Regions from separate parts of the Mus musculus genome. Here regions 2 and 3 are each linked to region 1. The links are chromatin contacts, called in public Hi-C and HiCAR-type maps. All regions are on one chromosome and are shown on one strand. Each heading gives the region's core, a stretch centred on a gene start, on an enhancer-like site or on the middle of the called end of the contact. The rest is flanking DNA. Distances are from core to core; before and after follow the strand shown.

Region 1 (2,579 bases), core at 21-2,520:
TCAAAGTTAATGAGTTGTAATCAAGTCAGATAAGTGAGTAGCTAACTAATTTAAAAGGAATAAAAAGAAAAAAAAAGGTTTCACAGTTCTTTCCAAGTAGGAAAATACATCTACTTAAAGCACTGCAATATGTCCAAGAAACTGTCAGCACCGATTATTAGGCCAGCTTCTCAAGACTTGACCCTTTGTCTGGGAGTCCACAGATGACCTTGAGCTCCCTGGAAAGGCAGTATCTATAAATAATGCATTAATCATTTTCACATGTGGGCCAAGTAAAAAATTCATATCTGCCCGTGGCTTTGAGTTGTTCTTTAGGATGCTGCTTAGGTTTTCTCTGTGGCAACCTTTAAGAGATGATTGCAGAATTTGCTGGAAATGGGAGCATAGTGTGGGCCTGTGCATTCCAACAGGAAGCTGGAGCTGTGCTTAGGAGTAGGGAAAGGCCGTGGCTGCAACATTCAATTTAAGAGTGACACATTTGTTTCAGTATATGCATTTTGTGTTTTTACTGCTTTGGTAACAGCATGAATTATCACCAGTAAGAGTGGAGCCTTCTTTTGCAAGTAGACCTCAGATAGGACATTCTAGAGGCCTGAGAACATTTCACGGACACAGAATCTGTCTCTTTCTAGCTCACCAATACAGATTTAAATTTTACACAAACAGTCCAAAGGGGCCTACTCATGTCAGGAGACTTTCGTTTGGTTTATAGTTCTGTTTCCAGTATCTTACTTACTGTTAATGAGCAATACTTAATGCGGCTCTGAGCATGCATCTGACTGTTGAATGTCTAGGAAATCCAGATTAATGTTGTATAAAGCACAGAGTCAATCTGCTAGCAAAGCACGGGATTTGAGAAAAAAAAAACTGGCCTGGCTGGATTCCTCCTGCCTCCTACTCCCTCCAAAATCTCCAAAATACATTTTTATCATCTCATTTAAGCTTAGACCTTGGGCCTCAACAAGCCTCTTTTGGTAATTAAACTATGCCTGAAAAAGAATAACAAACAAAGAAATGAATCAGAGACCTTCCTCTACCACCAAGAAAAACCCACCATGCCTGAAGTTTTCAATATTGTTTAAAATATTTATTTCCTGATCATTTTAATTGTATATCAGCTTTTCTGAATGAGCCTTGTACAAAATAAAGGGATTTTATTTGCATCTTTTATTCTCTATTGCTATGGACAAGAAAAGATTATGCCAGAAGAGAAAGGGGGAGGGGAAGACAAAAAGGGACTCTGAAACTGGGCTATTACTGCCATCTAGTGTGCAGACTGGCTGTCCAGAGGGGATGAGAGTGTCTTTGAGACAATACAATTCGAGTTTGCAGAGGATAGAGTCAGGGATGAGAGCACTTCCTCCAAGAAATACTCTCCAAGCTAGTGTCTTTCACCATGTAATGAACTCTTTTGCCATAGAGCTTTGAGTATATGGCTGAACAATATGAAGCACCCTATTTCTTCCAGCAAAAACTGGAAGAACCCCAGCCAGGTCTAAAGGCATGTTATTTCTGAGAATTTGTGTACTAGCTGCAGATGTTGGTAAGCAGGGGTAATGATTTATGCAGATGCCTGTAACCTTTGAATTGGGTCCAGATAGCCAAGTGTCCTCTGCCTTCTGCAAGGAAGGCCTTCTTTCCAAGAGCAGGGCAGGCAGTTTTGATGACTTCTTAGTCCTTTTCAAGTCTGTGGTTCTAAGTGATGCAAATAGTATTTGCTGCTCATGAGCCTACTTTCTCTGTTGCTGATAGAAATTCCACTAGGCTGAGACTCACTGTGTGAGAGTCTAAACATTAAACCTCTTCACAGGACCAGAGGCAGGGTGGCATCTCACAGGTGTTTCATATATTCCCTCCTTCGTGTGGTGCGATTATACAAAATCCACAGGGATTCTCTCACTTCAAAGTCCCTGCCAGTTCTGGCATGGATTCATTCTGGTACCGGCTAAAGACACTGCAGCTGAAATCAAATCAAGCTCGACTTCTTTAATTCACCTCAGAGCAATGCTATATCCACTGACTGCAATTCTCACTAACCCTAATACCTCACACCTTCCCATCCAGCAGGGGTTTGTTACCTTAAAAGCAAACAACTTCAGTGCTCTGGCTATATTCATAAACGATGGCTTCAAAACTCAAAAGGCAGAGACCTGCTGAGATAATGAAAGCTAATTTAGAGACTCATAAGCACAAAAAAAAAAATCTAAGCTCAGAGGAATTTTAAGTCATTACCTGTGTCAGCATAACCTAGAACTGCTGGCTTTTTTTTTTTTCCCTGTTTTCAATGTAGCCTGTAGCTTCAGGTATCTAGAATGAAAAATTAGCTCTGTCTGTCTCACAAAGGTACCATTATAGGACAAATGTGCCACTTACTATATCCATGGTGGAAAAGAAAGTGATGACATCACAGTAAGAAGGGCAGGAGCTCCAACATTTTAGGGAACCTGTAGATGGAAAAGTATACATGACAGCCAAGGACATGGCTTAGTGGCCAAAGTGCCTACCATAAAAAGCAGGTATGGAAAGCAGAGTTGGATCCTCAAACACACTTGAAAGGCAGGCAGGCAGGATGACACTTA
Region 2 (2,579 bases), core at 22-2,521, 810 kb after region 1:
AAATAAGAAGGAAAAGGGAGAGAGGGGTGGGAGGAGGGAGAAAGGGAAAGAGAAGAAAGGCAAGAAAGAGAGAAGGGGAAAGGGGGAGACAGGGAAGGAGGAAAGAGGGACAAAAAGAAGAGGGGGGAAGCAAGCATGGAGTATTTATGCGACTAAAGCTCTGAGAGAGAGAACGAGCAGGAGGAGCTTAGTAGGGAGGAGAGCTTTGCTGCTTTGCTGTGCAAGCATGAGGATCTTCGTTCTTATCCTCAAAAGCCACATAAAAAGCCAGATGTGGCCGTGGGCACCTGCAACCCCAGCACTCGGAGGCGCCAACTAAGGATTGCTGAGTACTGTTGGCCAACAGCCTGGTTACAAGTTTACTGAGAGACTCTGTCTCAGGGAATAAGGCAAAGTGTGAAAGAGCAAGACACCCAATGTCCTCCTTTCGTCTCTGCATGCATGTGCAGCAGGATGTACACACACACACACACTCGCACACGAACATACACATACAGTGCACACATACCACACACATGCATAGTATACATACACACATACACATGCATGCATGCCTGCAAAGACTTCACAATATTTTACTAGAAAATGTGGTTTAAACTTGTATAACCCATTTCCCAAATTTATACTTTTGAGCATCAAACTGTTATTGTTACAAACATCTATCAAAAGTCTTTGAATGTCTGCACCCCAAGCTCCACATTAGGAAATGACCTGGTTAAGAGATTCCTCTTAGGACCTGCCCATCCACTCTGTGCAGTAGGCTAGAGGGATGTCAGTCACCACCCTGAGGGGCTGCAGCCTCAGGACCTGTCCTTGGGATAAATGTGGAAGCATCTTCTTTCTGTCCTGTGGCACCAATCCCCTTTGGAAAATGACTTCTCTGTGTGCTTTCTTGCTGTGAAGCAAAGTGGTGCCTGTGAGGACCCAGCTACAGCGAGCTGTGGTCTTCTAGTGTGAGGGCCCCTGTCCCACAGTGGAACGTGGCAGCCTTTAGTGAGCTGTGAACTTGTACAGTGAGGGCACCCATCCCACAGTGGGATGTGGCAGTCTTTAAAGGGAGTGAAATCGGACCAATTTTGAATTACCATCCAAATGTATAGAATAGAAAGAAGTGGAAAAGCCTCTAAATTTAGGATGCTCAGAAGGTCTTTATAGATATTTTATCTTTATCTTTCTCCCCTCTGTGGTAGCACACAGCATGCTGATCTCCAATAAAGGTTCTATCTTAGGCCGAAAACAACTAGGGCAGCGGAGAAGAACAAAAATAGAGTGAGATGTAAAGTAGGCCACAGTCCCAGAAAAGCCAGCATGTTGTATGTGGGGAGAAACATCTCTGCCCTGTCTTATAGTAGCAACCAGCACTGTGGAGTCTCCCCAACACCGTTGTGAATGTGCGCCGGGCAGGGAGACCTTTGCTGCTCTCAGGATGCTGTTCCTTTTTATACATACAGGATAGACACCAAGGCCCAAGAAAAGACTTCATACCAACAAGGAAAAAAAATCAATATTTGCATGGCAAAACATGTGCTGGCATTTATAGGTTGCAGAAGGAATTTGACCATTGAAATGAAAAAGAGAAATTGGTTCTTCTTCACCAAGGAAAACTTGTGCATAAAGTCAAAATTGTCACCATTGAAGTAAAGCAATAAATTCAGAGCAATTGGTACCAAGGAAAGAAAATGCAGCTGCCGGGGGGGGGGGGGGGGGGGGAGTAGCTCAGCATGTGGTACCCAGCGGGCATCAGGGATGCTTACAAGTGAAGCAGCAGCATCTAGAAATGGATAGGACTCCTACACCTAAAGACATGAGGAGAGCTTGCACCCAATGTGTGGGAGATCTAGGGTGTTCACAAAACTGCATAATGAATGAGTAAGGACAGCTGGGGTGGCAGCTCATGCCTGTCATAACAGCACTTACAAGGCTGGGACAAGAGGATTACCACAAGTTAGAGGCCAGCCCAGGTTATACAAAAAGTCCAGGTTAGCATGGGCTACACAATGATACTCTATGCATTAAAAAAAAAAAAAAAAAAAAAAAAAGTAACTAAGTCTGGTCATGTGATACATAGATGCATGAACTAGAGGTCAGCCTCAGAGGTAGCATCTATTCCAGCATTCCCTGAAGGCTGAAGATGGACTCTGTCCCTGGCTGGTCTGTGTAAGATCAGAGGAGAGCCACTGTGACATCGGATTAAGGAAGAAAAAGGGCTGCAATGACTCCTCCCCACTCACAACTGGAAAAGGAGACACTGGAGTGAAGAGCCAGGAAGATGAGGCCTCTGCAGAATGTGAGACATCAACACACAGCCCTGAAGGAAGACTGGCCACCGCATCTCTCATTCCTCCCAGAGACCGGCTGCAGGTATTCACATAGGAATGTCCACCTCCAAGCCTGCTGCGCTCAGCCCAGGCATTTCTTTCTTTTTTTTTAAGATTTATTTATTTATTATATGTAAGTACACTGTAGCTGTCTTCAGACACACCAGAAGAGGGAATCAGATCTCATTATGGATGGTTGTGAGCCACCATGTGGTTGCTGGGATTTGAACTCAGGACCTTTGGAAGAGCAGTCGGGTGCTC
Region 3 (2,579 bases), core at 42-2,541, 730 kb before region 1:
CAGGGCTATACAAAGAAACCCTGTCTCCAAAAAAAAAAAAAAAAAAAAAAAAAAAGTAAACCACATTAGGATATGTCAGGCAATACAAGGACAGAACTCTCAAGCTTATTTATAGCCGCAGCCAAACACATAGAATTTAATATAGGTAGGACTTTGAAAAATGTTTTACGACTAGAAAAGTGAGTTAGACTTTTATCTAGCATTTCATCTGCAGAAGGTATCTCTGAAAGTTAATAGACTAAATAGGTTCTCTCTGAGACCCAGAACTAATAATACCTAGAAAAGTAACATTTCATTATGTTATGTCTCAGATAATACACCGTTTAAAGATATTTAAAGCACTCACTGTGAATATCATCTACTCTCAGCAGCAGAATGACAATATTCCCAAATCTGTCCATTACGGTGGACAGTTCTCACTGAAGTAAAACTGAGCCATGCAGTGTTCAGAAGGCGACTGACTGACCAACAGAAGAGGTGTCCATCCTAAAATGTTAATTTCTTTTATATCTGGTTGCTTCACTATTTACTTCTACTTGTTACTATTGCCGATTCACTGCTGTCAGCTAAGATGTCAAGAATTCACTTTTACACTGGGTGTGGTGGCACACGCCTTTAATCCCAGCACTTGGGAGGCAGAGGCAGTCAGATTTCTGAGTTTGAGGCCAGTCTGGTCTACAAAGTGAATACCAGGACAGCCAGGGCTATACAGAGAAACCCTGTCTTAAAAAACCAAAAAAAAAAAAAAAAAAAAAAAAAGAAAAAAGAAAGAATTCACTTTTAAGCATATGTGGTCCTTCAGATCAAATGATTATAGGAAACAGAGTATGAATCCTCACCCCCATACTTAAGATTCATTTTCTTCTCAGTGAGAGGTATGAAGTTCCATGAAAGAGCCAGTTTATCAAAAGCAGGGACCAGCTTAAAGTATGGCAACTTTTGGATGTGGTTCAAAGGGACGCTGGCTTCAGGGACTGGAGAAACTCAAGGACTTGTGAAAAACACTGGGAGGAATAAATATTCAGATGTCAGATCTGTAAAGGATGCATTGTTTACCCAGATGCAGAGGTATAGCACTGGTATCCATGATCAGGAGAGGACAAATTCAAAAAGGCTTTATGGTTTCACACATATATGAATAGATGGTTAGAATTCCAAAAATATCCGATAAACCCTTATCATGCACTGAAGTATTCATCTTCTTGAACAAATAATGTTTACAGAGGACTTCTCTAAAACATTCTCTAAAACATTCCATGCAATGGTCCCTTTTTGAGAGGGAAATGGAACTTGTCTATTCACTTTGAATACACTCTTTGTCTTACTAACTGTAAGGTCATGAATAGGTTGAACAATTGGTTCTTTCTTCTAAAGAAAAAAAAATGCCATTTGCTTTGGTTGGTGCTATTTTTTGAAAGAATTAAAAACCCATTTCTCAGCATCCTAACATTCTTGATGTTTTGTGTAATGTAGTGAAATAATTTGTTGAAGTCCTCTGGGGTGGCCTTGTTCTGTCCCGTACTTGCCCTCCTGCATAGCAAATGAGATGACTCGATTCCTTGATAAACACATTACATTTAATGTCATTTCAGTGTTTGGACTCTATACATTTGAGACCTAATCCTGAAGAAGAAGAGCGTTGGAGATGAATGCCAATTTAGATGTATGTTTCAACCCAGGAATATTTTAGTTTCTGAACTTGAGTGTTAGAGGTGTAGACTATGACAGTACCTTTGTTCATAGCTTTCTCAACACAAAATTCTAATGGCTGTTATCCCCCAAGAAATAACCTCAAATTGAAGGAACACTATTTTGATCTAAGTTCACAGGGTATTTTCTGGAGTGGCTCATTTGGCTGAAAGCCAGTAGTATGGTAAATGTGGGTCCTGGGATTAGGGAGACTTGAGCTCAAAACTTCCTGTTCTACCTAACAACTGCTGAGGTTAGCTTTGTATATTCTTTGAGTCCCAGACACTTAATGCTTATATTTAGCATGATAATGTCTACTTCATAGAATTGCTATGAATACTAATTGAGATAAAATTTCTAAAGTACATGACACAAAGTGTTCAATAAATATTAATATATGTAATTAGACAAAGAGCCCTGCTAGGTCTTCAGACCTACTGTTTATTAATTTTCCTCCTCTGATTGCATCTGTATTACAATTATGCATATTTCCTTTTGTTTAACATTTTATTAATATGTATTAAATTTTTTCTTGAATGAAGAAGTTTCTTTTCTTTTTTCTCCAAACATTTTTATTACTTCTTCGAAAATTTCATACCATGTATTTTGATCATATTAACACCCTAAGTCTGCCTCAGCTCCCTTCAGATATACCTACTATTTACACACTGGATATTTCCTACTATCTGGAAAACTTTGTGTCCTAGTGTCCTGATATGCATACATTCATACATACATACATACATACATACATACATACATACATCTCCATCTCTCTCATTGCACTGACTATATACTCCTGGATGTAGGGCCAGCCACGGAAGCATGATGGATCTACTAACGGTCACACCCCTAACAAAACTTTCTTTCTTTCACCAGAAACTGTCCAC

What was found. A called contact is a pair of places that touch in the nucleus more often than the background predicts. HiCAR-type assays count read pairs that join an accessible place to other places.
Region 2: a contact with region 1 is called in a Hi-C map of cortical neurons, with 2.7 times the contacts expected there. The contact joins two enhancer-like sites.
Region 3: a HiCAR-type map of astrocytes shows a contact between it and region 1, with 4 times the contacts expected there. The contact joins two enhancer-like sites. A contact is called at or near these places in 2 of 484 Hi-C or Micro-C datasets (cerebellar granule neurons and neural progenitor cells) and 4 of 115 datasets of contacts at active chromatin or transcription factors (astrocytes, differentiating embryonic stem cells, embryonic basal ganglia and 1 more).

What each region holds. Positions count from the first base shown.
Region 1 is chr13:25,931,697-25,934,275 of GRCm38.p6, reverse strand. The region is part of intron 1 of Gm11351 (predicted gene 11351); the gene reads left to right. Among named protein-coding and RNA genes, the nearest start is that of Gm11351, 33 kb to the left of the region's middle. Within about 2 kb of position 1,270, at least 52 of the 459 cell types and tissues checked have an H3K27ac peak or open chromatin away from gene starts, as enhancers often do. A contact at or near this core is called in astrocytes, cortical neurons and neural progenitor cells, where this site is marked.
Region 2 is chr13:25,126,688-25,129,266 of GRCm38.p6, reverse strand. The region is part of intron 7 of Dcdc2a (doublecortin domain containing 2a); the gene reads right to left. Among named protein-coding and RNA genes, the nearest start is that of Dcdc2a, 72 kb to the right of the region's middle. Within about 2 kb of position 1,271, at least 8 of the 459 cell types and tissues checked have an H3K27ac peak or open chromatin away from gene starts, as enhancers often do. A contact at or near this core is called in cortical neurons, where this site is marked.
Region 3 is chr13:26,658,488-26,661,066 of GRCm38.p6, reverse strand. No RefSeq gene overlaps it. Among named protein-coding and RNA genes, the nearest start is that of Hdgfl1, 110 kb to the left of the region's middle. Within about 2 kb of position 1,291, at least 18 of the 459 cell types and tissues checked have an H3K27ac peak or open chromatin away from gene starts, as enhancers often do. A contact at or near this core is called in astrocytes and neural progenitor cells, where this site is marked.